Linked DNA regions of Mus musculus: all the other regions are linked to region 1. A link is a contact called in public HiChIP or PLAC-seq data. All regions are on one chromosome and are shown on one strand. The core of a region is the stretch at or near the end of the contact, and the rest is flanking DNA. Distances in the headings are between cores, read along the strand shown. Region 1 overlaps Rab11fip3 (RAB11 family interacting protein 3 (class II)). Region 2 holds the start of Fam234a (family with sequence similarity 234, member A). Region 3 holds the start of Wdr90 (WD repeat domain 90).

Region 1 (3,525 bases), core at 302-2,801:
CCTTTGTCCCACTGTCTCTGTGACCAGGCCCAACAGAACCAGCATTGCAGCTAAGTTTCCTTGCTGGCTATTTGCAACTTCACATACTCATAGGAAACATCTTTGGGTTCTTTGTTCACCTCAACATTCGCCAGATGCCATTGGCTTGGTGTGAAGAGGGACACGCCCCTGGCTGGGGGACTTTTAGGAGAAGGGTCTGGAGAAGATTAGGCGGTATGTGACGCTACCAATAGCATCTCCTGCTAGGCTTAGGTGGCGAGTGGCCACACAGGCTCCTGTCGGGCAGCACTGTTACTGCAGGAAGGCAGAGCATCTCGGGAGTGGAACACACTTGGAGGTCTGTGAGCGGCTGCCCCTTGCCTGCCCCGCCATTGCAGGACTGGATCTACACCTCCGTCCTGTTCCAGACCCTGTGCCATAACCCGTCGTGGTACCTGTGACTTAGCTTTTTCCCTGTGTTCTGTGCAGCATCACAAAGCTGGAGGCCTTTAACCAATATCCAGTGAAGTAGGATCTTGGCCAGTTGGGAAGGATCAGAGGGAGCCTGCTGGGGTCCTGGCCACGAATCCAGTAGTATCCTTTGAGGGCATGTTTTGGCAAGACTTGAAAATAAAAATCCGGTCTCTGGTGATTCCAGAAACCCGTCCAGTTCCCAGTATAGGGCACACAGGCTTTCCCCTGCCATGCATTCAGTGCTAGGAAGGAGCCAGCTGTGTTCTTCCTGCTGGTGAGCCATCCTGCTATTGATGAGTGAGTGGCTTTGAGTTACAGATATGTTGTAAAGGAAGATCCGTATGTTGCCTCAGTCACTGAAGACGTTTCCAGTGCTGAAAACCTGCCTGGAAGATGATGGTGATCATGCCAGTTAGGCCTCTTGGGGCAGTGTCAGACTAGTATGTGACTCAACATGACCAGTGGGACCTCTCCCGGGTAAAGGCTCTGCAGGTGTAGAGAGACTTTCCTGTTAGTTAGGACACAGATGATACTAGTACCTGAATACTAGCGAAAGAGCTGAGTCATGCCTCCTGGCCATCCTGGATTGCCTCGGGATAAACTTCATGACCTCACCATAGAACAGGGAGGGCCGCGAAGTGCTCTTGTAGCTACTGTGTTCTTTAGGTACCTGGGAGCATCAGTCAAAACAATCCATTTTATAGAAACCAAGCAGTCTGACTTACTCAGAGGTATATTTTGAAAATTGTAAACTGTTGCGGGATTTAGTGGTCCAGAGCCTGATAGTTACACAGAGCAATCTGCTCTAATTGTTCAAGGAGTGTCCGTGATTGTAAGACATCAGCACATTTGTACACTGCTAGTCAGGAGTCCAGTCAGGAGAGGGAGCCAAACAGTAGCTGCTCAGGAACTGCGCAGTGAGAGTGAATGCACAGGTGCCCACCCGTGCATTGTCAAGGATCCTGAGGAGCAGGAATAGCAAACAGCATCCAAGAGATCCAAATCCCACTACCACCCTTCCCTCAGCAGTCTACAGCCCTGTCGAAATGGCACAGCTCAGCCCTCTGTAGGCTACATGCTATCAGCATTGTCTCTCCAGTGCCCTCTAGTGGCACAATGTAGCATCACAAATGAAAATGGATCCCAGCAGTGTATGTCCCAGAGCCACCACAAAGGATGATTCTGAACCCAGCTGCAGTGATAAAGGGGTGGCTTGTGCAGCACGCACCGCTCCAGGTAGATTGCCTGCCTGGCCCTTGAAAGAAGAGGAAGCCGTGAGCTGAAACAGGTGGTTCTTGTGCCTGAACACACGGCCACAGCTTCAGAAGGGAGGCCATGCTCTGACTGGCTCAGAAGAGGCATGTTCAGCCTGTTCTTGCTGCCATAGGTGTTACTGCTCTGGGATGGTTTCAGGAAGGGGTTCTAAATCCCCGTCCTACAGATATTTGCAGTGTGAAGTTTCAGGACCCAGGTCAAAACGATTACACACTCTTCTGTCACAGGAGGGCCTGTGTGATAGCCAGTCAATTGAGATAATGGCTTCAGAAGTACTTGGGGACATGACAGTGGCCAATGGCTTAGAGCTAGGTGCAGTCAGCCGGTGGGTTTCAGCATTGGGCTTGGTTTCTTTTGAGGGCTCAGGCTGAGACTTGGTGAGGCCCTTTACAGAGGTGCTGTGCATGTCCTCTGCCTTGCCGAGTGGGTATTGTGTGCATGCGGCTTGCCGGGGGCAAGGGGCTGCATGCCTGGGCCCTGCTATCTCCCCAGCCCAAGCTTCCTGTTTCCTCCTGTCCTTCGGTCTGTTCCCTGACACTATTTTCCTGTTTGTTTGGTTTTTGCACAGCCCAGCCAAGCGGCTCTCCAGCAGGAAGGTGGCAAGGTAGGCAGAGCCTCGATCATTTGCTGAAAATCTTGTGAAATATACTTGTAATCATAGATTCTGAACAACATTTTAGAAAATACTCTCTTCCAGGTGTGGTTTGGGTTTTTTAAATCAAACTTTCAAGTGACATTTCATGGTTTGGGATAGAAAGCAATTGAGGGGAATGGTTGTGGAACAGATTTCTAGGGCTGGGGGTTTGGATCTGGACCTGGGGCTCATAGCAGCTTCTCCTGTTCCCTTGCCCTTACACACTCCCTGTAAGGGCTGGACTGGGCAGCAGTCTCCCTGTGTCTGCTGTTGGAGTCAGCCTCTTAGAACTGGCTCTGTGTGGCCTCCTGCCTAACTGTGATCTTGCCAGCCCAGTAGCTCACATGGAGAGGAGAGAGGGTAAGGAAAAGGTCTTGCTAGAGTCTTGGTTTTTGTTTTTTGGGGGAGGGTTTTTTTTTTTCTTTTGGTGTTTTGTGTGAGTTTTTTTGTTGTTGTTTTGTTTTGTTTGCTTTTGGGGACAGGGTTTCTCTGTGTAGCCCTGCCTGTCTTGGAACTCACTCTGTAGACCAGACTGGCCTGCAGCTCAAGAGATCCACCTGCCTCTGCCTCTCGAGTGCTCTGATTAAAGGTGTGTGCCACCACCTTGTAGCTAGCTCTTGCTAGTCTTAAAGGCCAGCTTTTGACTTTGGAGTTTGGCTGCTGTCATCTTCCTGCTATAGAAGGTGAGTTGTGCTTATGCCTGATAATCGGCTCCCGGCCACTCTTCACTGACATCCTTGTTCGGGGTCTGAGGCTCTGACACCCTTCTTAAGGCCCGGCTCAGGCAGTACTGTGTTTCCTTCTAAGACAAGTTGCTGCTGAGTCCGTGGTCACTACTGTCTTCTGAGTCTATCCAGTCTCCACTGGCCAGCCTTCTCCTGGGGTCATGGGGGAGTATTCCTTCCTGTTTATACAGAGTATCTCCTGGTTTCACAACTAGGGTCCTCCCTACACCTTGTGAATCTGTTTCAGAGATTGAGTCACACAGCTCCCTGCCCCAGCCTTGTCTTTTGTTTTGCATATCTTCCTGTGGCTTCCGGAGCTGGGAGGGCCTGGAGGTGGAACTGAGACCTTGAGTGGGAGTGTCCTTTGCCTGATTTGGGTTAAGGTTATGGTTTTCCTTAGATTTTTCTGGAGTCATTGGTCACAGCCTTTGGTACTAG
Region 2 (3,525 bases), core at 711-3,210, 230 kb before region 1:
AACCTTCAGATCACTAAGTGTAGTGTTGCAGGCCTATAATCCCACCAAATGATAGAGGCAGGAAAAACAGGAGTTTAAAACTAGCCTTAAATATGTAAAAAAAAATGCAAGGCTGACCTGGGCTAAATAAGAACTCCATCTTAAAGAAGAAGAAGAAGAAGAAGGAGGAGGAGGAGGAGGAGGAGGAGGAGGAGGAGGAGGAGAAGAAGAAGAAGAAGCAGCAGCAGCTAGGGTTGTACCTGAATTGGTAAGGCGCTTATCTACCAACCACAAAGCTCTGAGTTAGATTAACAGCACTATATAAAATCAGTGTAATGGCACACCAAGAGGAAACTTCTAGTTCTTTAGAAAGTTAGCTATGCCAAATGATGGTTTGCTGAGACACACGGATGAAAGGATGTCTTTTTTATTTTTTATTTTTTTCATTTTTCTTGAGACAGGGTTTCTCTGTGTAGCCCTGACTGTCCTGGAACTCACTCTGTAGACCAGGCTGGCCTCAAACTCAGAAATCCGCCTGCCTCTGCCTCCCAAGTGCTGGGATTAAAGGCGTGCGCCACCACTGCCTAGCTGAAAGGATGTCTTGATAAAGCAAACACATAAAAGACTGTTTTCCTGAAGCAGACACAAGTGAAAGGATGCTTGTTGGATATAGCAGACACGTGTAAGGACTCTTGATAAAGGAGTATAAATGTGACCCCACAGACAGTGGGAGAGGAGCACTGAGATTTGGTTTGCTCTGCCTTGCTATTCTTTGCTAAAGACACGCATGTATTTGTTCGCCTTACATAGCATTGTTGAGCTCACCTTGTGGTAACACTGCCATTGAGAGAAATTATCCAAAGAACTGCTTGTGAGGTTCCTATGGCAGCTTGCAGCTTCTGCGGCCTCACATCAGGCTGGTTGGCAAATCTAGAAGTTTCTTCAGGATTTAACTACAGCTGCCTGGTGTCTGCTTGCTGAAAGGACTGGACTGAAGCTGCTGGTTAGTGTCTGGTGTCTGCCCCCCTAGAGGACTGGACTGCAGCTGGTGGTTAGTGTCTGGTGTCTGCCCCCCTAGAGGACTGGTCTGCAGCTGCTGAATTGTACTTGGTGTTTGCTATGGGACTGAACTGCTGCCCAAGAAGATCTAGCTCACCCCTAAAGAATTATTGCTGAACCGGTCCATTTCACCCATATCCTAATAACTTTTCTCTTCCACTGCCTCTGCTGGGTTGTAGGCTAGAGGAGAGGTTGGACCCTTATTAAGAGTAGGTTGCAGCCGGGCATGGTGGCACACGCCTTTAATCTCAGCACTGGAGAGGCAGAGACAGGCAGATTTCTGATTCGAGGCCAGCCTGGTCTACAAAGTGAGCTCCAGGACAACCAGGGCTACACAGAGAAACCCTGTCTCGAAAAACCAAAAAAAAAAAAAAAAAGTAGGTTGCAAAAAATTTATGCCTACTCAGAGAGTAAAAGTCCTTGCCAAGCTATTGTGCAAGCCTGTAACCTAAGTTCGATCCCAAGAACCCACATAAAGGCGAAAGTGAACCAGCTCTACAAAACTGTCCTCTGATCTTCCCTTTCTGTCGTAGTGTGTGTCTCTATGTGCCTGCGTGTGCACTGAGGAAAGAAAATACCGTGGCCAGTAAGTGATCGGAAAGATACGCAGGCTAGAAAAAAGAAGCCTTAGCATGGGCCTTCTGTCTTGTCTCCATTCATGGATTCCTGGGGTTAGTATGGGAACACCAGGCCTAAGCCATCACAGCATTATCATGCCAAAATGCTCCTGCACAAACAGGCTCTCTGCTCGAAAAGGGCAACACTGGACACAGTGGCCGTGTTGCTAAGCAACCGACTCAGTCAACAGAACGGAATCGCTGTGGTACGCCCCTTCCGCTGGCAGGAAGTGACGCACAGTTCAGGTGGGCCGAACTAAGGGGGGGGGTCACAGCCTCTCTGGGGCGGGGCCTACTGCGGGGCGGGCCTCCTGGGTGGGCCCAGTGGGGGCGTGGCACGCTGCCCTCGGGGCCGGGCGGACCGGGGTGCGCCGGGGAGGGGCGCTGCTGTCCGGCGTAGTCTGTACTCCTGTTCAGCCGCTGTCCTCCCGGGAACCTTGGGGATGTGGATCCCGGATTCCAGGGACCGCAGTTGAGCCAGCCTCGCCAGTCCTGTACCACTTGCTGAGGAGCAGGATCTCGCGGACAGGTCCGAGAGCAGGTCAGGATCGGACTAGGTAACTCTTAACGCGCGAGCTGGTTCCGGCCAAAGCCGTCTGCGTTCGATCGCCCGGAGCTAGTGGGGGCCAGGAGCGGGTCCCGCCTCCACTTGCAGCTCACAGCTAAGGTCGGCCCCGCCTGAGCTCCCAGAGTAGCAGTGCACAGGGCCTGGCACCCTCAAGCGTGCTCAACTTGGCCAAACAAATCTCTGCTCCGTCGTGTCTGTTCCCTGGAGGGCGCTGTGGTGACCCGGAGCGACAGGGGTTGACCTACCAGAGGAACTTTGTGCTCCGGTGGACATGTTCCTTAAATCCTAACGCTCTTTGGGCCCCGTGTGTTTAGTATCAGTGAGAATCAGTTCATGTTCTTCAAGTTCAGGCCCAAGGCAGTGAGGTGGGTACGGTCAGGAGTGGTTGGTGATGGGGTTGTCTTCATATTCCACCCTCACAGTTCTAATGTTCTTTTAAGGCCACCACCGCCTCCTGCTGCCTTGAACTGGAAGCAATCTTCCTGCCTCATTACACCGAGCTGTCTGTTTCTTCTCTGTACTGGCGTTTTTTCTTACTCCTTCCATTGCCTCCTTGTATTCCTTATATGTTGCTTTATAACAAACAAGAAGTTTATTGGTTTATCCTAGCAATCTTTATCCTAGGTGTGGTGGTGGATTTCTGTAATCCCAGAAGTTGAGGCTGAGACATATGAATTTGGAGTTTGAGATAAGCCTGGGCTACAATATGCGGTCTTCCCCAAATGCACAAAATAAAACAACCTTTATTAGTCAACACTTTCTGTGGGTAGGGAATCAGTCTACCTGGGTGATGATGGCCCAGTAACTCTCGCCAAGTTGGGGGATCCAAATCCAAGATAGTGGACTCAAAAGACCAGTGGCAGGAGTCCTCATTGTTTTCTGTTGGTATCTGCCTTCCCTCAGAAGAGTTATCTGTAAGGGAAGTGGGGCGATAGGGAGTGATAGAAACCACTGTCATTATGACCCAGTTTGCAAAGTCTAACTCCCCCCTCCACATTCTTTTTGTATTACTAGGTACATAGGAGGTGGGTACAGCAGAGCTTATGAAATGAGTGTGTGCATGCAAGAGTGAGTGTAGGTGTAGTGTGTCAAGGACAGTGACCTGTAGGGGCTCTCCCTCCTCTATATGGGTTCCAGAGAATCCTCTTGTCACAAGTCTTCCAGTGGTGGAATTTTGTGTCACCATCCCAGAACCCTACTAACCGACCTAGCACCCCAGCTCCTCACCTCCCCAGCTCCCCAACTCTCTTTTGGGAATGGAGTTTTTTGAGACAAATTTTGCTTTTATCCCTGGCTGGCCTG
Region 3 (3,525 bases), core at 556-3,055, 150 kb after region 1:
CCTCCCGAGTGCTGGGATTAAAGGCATGTGCCACCATGCCCGGCCCTCTTCTTCTTTTGAAACAGCATCTCAGTGTGTAATCCTGGTTTACCTGCAGTTTGCTATGTAGATTAGTCTAGCCTTGAGTCCACAGAGACCTGCCTTCCTCTGCTTCCTAAGTGCTGGAATAAAGACATGTGCCACTAGCCTGGAACTTTTGATCCTCCTGCCTCCCCAGTAGCTGGGATTATAGACTGGCTTGCAGTATCCCCCTCCTAGTCACAACCTCTTTACTCTTGGACTAGAAGAAGTTAAGCTTTGTCCAGCTCTGTTTTTTTTTTTGTTTTTGTTTTTTTTTTTTGTTTTTTTTTTTGAGACAGGTGGCTGGCTGGCCTGGAACTCACAGAGTGTTGGGATTAAAGACATGCCCCACCATGCTGCGATAACTAGGGTGATGAGGTCCTTGACCAGCTCATTTTGGAAATATGTAGTTTCAAGCTGTCTCATCTGAATCCACTACCTCTTTTTCTTGACAATGGCCAAAGTCAGACCCAAGACCCAGGTGATACTGGAGTGAGATATAGGAAAGAGTTTGTTTTCTCTGCCGATTAAAGAATTAAAAGGAAGAAATCTTGGTGATACTGGAGAAATCAAGGTCCCCTCTTGGGGTTCTTAAGTTTCATTAATATATGGATTTTAAACGGCCAGGCAGGAGGATCTCTGAGTTCAAGGCCAGCCTGCTCCCACATAGTGAGTTCTGGGACAGCCAGGACTACACAGAGATATTCTGTCTCAAAAAGACAGACAGAAAGAGACAAGAAAGAGAATGGCCACAAACAAGCTCAAGGACAAAACCAGACTGAAATAGAAGTTTGGGAATTTATTAGCCTTTAAAGGGAAAACCCCAAGGCAGGCAGCTATAAATGTTCTAAACTGCTGTGGGGGAAGGAAGAAGAAAAGCTTTGCTCTTAGAGATAAGGTCAGCTACCTTGCAGAAGGGCCTCTGAAGGGAATGGCTGGCCCAGGCCTTTAATCCCTGAACTACAGAGGCTGGAGCTGTGAGTTCAAAGTTATCCTGATCTACATAGCAAGTTCTAGGACAGCCAGGATTACATAGATTCCGTCTAAAAGGGAAAAAAAAAAGTTGAGCAAGGAACCCAGTGCATTAGTTAACAGGATTAATCCTTAGGAGAAGACAGAGCATGTCTGGGAGGCAAAGTCCATTCTCCACCAGGACTTAGCTGGAATAGAATCCTAGCCCTCGACTGCAGGACCTTCTCTCTCAAGCTGGAGGTCTGCTGTAGTATACTGGGAAAATGCCTCAAGGGTCTTTGGGTATATGTTGAACCTGTGGTGATGTGGTTATCTGAAAGCTGCACCCCAGTGGGCACAGGGACCTTACTCTCCTGAAGCAGGGAGACCCAGAGTACCCTGGATGCTGATCAGATACCTCCACACAGTTAGAAAGCAGAGATGAGGCCCAGCCTGGGTGGACCGTGGATGTGGACAGGTCTCAGCATGACCTTTCTGGCTCACATACAGAAAAAAAGGTTCAGCTCTCAAAACAAAACCGGAGGCCTCTGAGAGAGTCAGCGACCACGGCTACTTAGCACAGTTCCCTGCACAGTGCTGAGGCCCCGGCTGGGCGAGGCCGCAAAGCCCCAAGCAGGAGGCAACAGCGGTGGAAGTGGGCAGGGCGAGCCCACGCAAGACCTAGGGGCCTGCTAGGTGCCCAGGACCACGCAGCAGCGGGATATTTGTGCGTTGCTGCAGCGGCGACGGAAGTGACGCGCGTTGCCAGGAGGCTGTTGCTAGGCGCCGTGCTATGTGTTTTGCGTAAGACAGCGTCAGCTGAGGCGGGAAGCGCGAGCTGTAGCGCCATGGCCGGAGGTAGCGGCGCGCGCGAGACGCGCTGTCGTCAGGGCTCGCGTCCCGGGAGTCCCGGGTCCGAGGTCCCCGCCGCGTCAGTGACTGGACCTCGTGCAGAAGCCCGTCCCGCGGGCGGAGGTGGAGGGTCGCGGCGCGCTGCCCCAGATCGGTGCTCAGGCGGCGTCCCTTCTGCAGCCTGGCAGCACCCTTTCCTCAATGTATTCAGACATTTCAGGGTGGATGAGTGGAAACGGTCCAGCAAAGAGGGAGATGTGGCTGTGGTGACGGTACTGGCCGCGGGGTCCTTCCTGCTCCTGAGAAATCTCCCAGTGGGCACTGTGACTGTCCTCCAGTTTTGCGCCTGTTTGCAGCACCTCTCTCTTTCTAGGACAAGGTCCTGAAGAGCGCTGTGTATCGCATCCGTGGGTCTGTATCTGCCAGCAACTACATCCAGCTCCCCAGAACTAGCACCCAGTCTCTGGGGCTGACTGGGCGGTACCTGTATGTGCTTTTCCGGCCTGTGCCTACCAAGCACTTTGTCATCCACCTGGACGTGTCCACCGAGGTGCCCAGCTTGGAAGGAGGGCTGGGTGTCTATTGCTGCTTTCCCACCGTGCCATAATCTCCTTCTAATGGCCTCGCTCTGCCTCATAGGACGGCCAGGTCATCCGTGTGTCTTTCTCCAACCTCTTTAAGGAGTTCAAGTCCTCCACAACGTGGCTTCAGTTCCCCTTTGTCTTCGAGACTAAGACACCCAGGAGAGGTGGTGACATTTGGTCCAAGAGGGACGGCTTGAATGAAGGCCTAAAACGGGATGGTACAGGCCCAACTGGGCATGTGCTTCTGTGTGGCCCTGAGGATAGCTAGGGGATGGGGCTGAGAGGGGTTGCAACAAAATGGTAGGTGCTGACCTCGCACGTGTCCTGCAGACCTGGCAGGTGTAGCTCTTCCTCGTGCCCGCTGGACCTGCCTACAGCTGGACCTGCGTGACATCCTGATGTTCTACCTGGGCAGGCACTATAGTCATCTCAAGAGCATCAGGCTGTGTGCCAGCCTGCTAGTCAGAAACCTCTACACCAGTGATCTGTGCTTTGACCCTGGTGAGGCCCACACTTCATGCCCCATCCCAGTCAGAAGGCTAGAACCCTCCCGCTAGCTGGCAGATAAGAACCACTTACCAATTTCAGAGGAGAGCCATGCACCAGGGCTCCCAGCTCCAGGAAGAGCATTGGGGTGGGTTGGTTGGTGGAGTGGCAGATACTTGGTAATGCATGTTGCCTGGGGTGGGAAGGGATAGGACAAATGTCCCTTGATCTAGAACAGTCCTGCTCATTGTAGCTGTCACTGTCACTGAGGCCCGGCGTGCAAAGTTGTCTGTTAACCCTATGCCTCGAGAAATGGCTTTCCCGGTGCCAAAAGGGGAGAGCTGGCATGACAATTACATCCACGTTCGGTGAGGAGCTCTGGACCTCAGGTGGTGAGGGGTCAGGTGGCCTTTAGTCCCCAGATATTGATTTTGCTTCTACCTGTGTTTGCCCCCCACAAGGTTTCCAAGTGACTGTTCCAAGGTGCCTGATGAGCAGGATGAGAAGAGCTGTTCCCCCCCAGAAGCAGGTGGGCTGTGGTTCGACAGGGTGCACAGGGCTTGGTGGGAACAGTTTTGGGGCATCCTGAATG

What was found. HiChIP or PLAC-seq counts read pairs in DNA pulled down with a chosen protein or histone mark.
Region 2: a contact with region 1 is called in an H3K4me3 HiChIP or PLAC-seq map of bone marrow-derived macrophages, with 2.0 times the contacts expected there. The contact joins the promoter of Fam234a here to the enhancer-like site in region 1. A contact is called at or near these places in 1 of 15 datasets of contacts at CTCF or cohesin (the NIH/3T3 cell line), 4 of 484 Hi-C or Micro-C datasets (embryonic stem cells and nephron progenitors), 7 of 115 datasets of contacts at active chromatin or transcription factors (bone marrow-derived macrophages, embryonic stem cells and pancreatic cancer cells) and 1 of 9 other capture datasets (pancreatic islet).
Region 3: an H3K27ac HiChIP or PLAC-seq map of the HPC-7 cell line shows a contact between it and region 1, with 7 times the contacts expected there. The contact joins the promoter of Wdr90 here to the enhancer-like site in region 1. A contact is called at or near these places in 9 of 39 promoter capture datasets (the C10 cell line, the HPC-7 cell line, cranial neural crest and 5 more), 2 of 15 datasets of contacts at CTCF or cohesin (the NIH/3T3 cell line and embryonic stem cells), 3 of 484 Hi-C or Micro-C datasets (the G1E-ER4 cell line, the HPC-7 cell line and bone marrow-derived macrophages), 19 of 115 datasets of contacts at active chromatin or transcription factors (the 230-238 cell line, CD8 T cells, the HPC-7 cell line and 9 more) and 4 of 9 other capture datasets (adipose tissue, liver, macrophages and 1 more).

The regions. Positions count from the first base shown.
Region 1 is chr17:26,007,662-26,011,186 of GRCm38.p6, reverse strand. It overlaps Rab11fip3 (RAB11 family interacting protein 3 (class II)), which reads left to right. Exons shown (of 14, transcript NM_001162868.2): 6 at 2,297-2,332. Among named protein-coding and RNA genes, the nearest start is that of Capn15, 24 kb to the right of the region's middle. Within about 2 kb of position 1,551, at least 31 of the 459 cell types and tissues checked have an H3K27ac peak or open chromatin away from gene starts, as enhancers often do. A contact at or near this core is called in the G1E-ER4 cell line, the HPC-7 cell line, bone marrow-derived macrophages and 1 more, where this site is marked.
Region 2 is chr17:26,242,677-26,246,201 of GRCm38.p6, reverse strand. It overlaps Fam234a (family with sequence similarity 234, member A), which reads left to right and starts at 1,960. Exons shown (of 13, transcript NM_001206335.1): 1 at 1,960-2,196.
Region 3 is chr17:25,859,795-25,863,319 of GRCm38.p6, reverse strand. It overlaps Wdr90 (WD repeat domain 90), which reads left to right and starts at 1,805. Exons shown (of 41, transcript NM_001163766.1): 1 at 1,805-2,135; 2 at 2,237-2,413; 3 at 2,503-2,665; 4 at 2,778-2,948; 5 at 3,187-3,301; 6 at 3,395-3,462. The coding sequence starts at 1,860.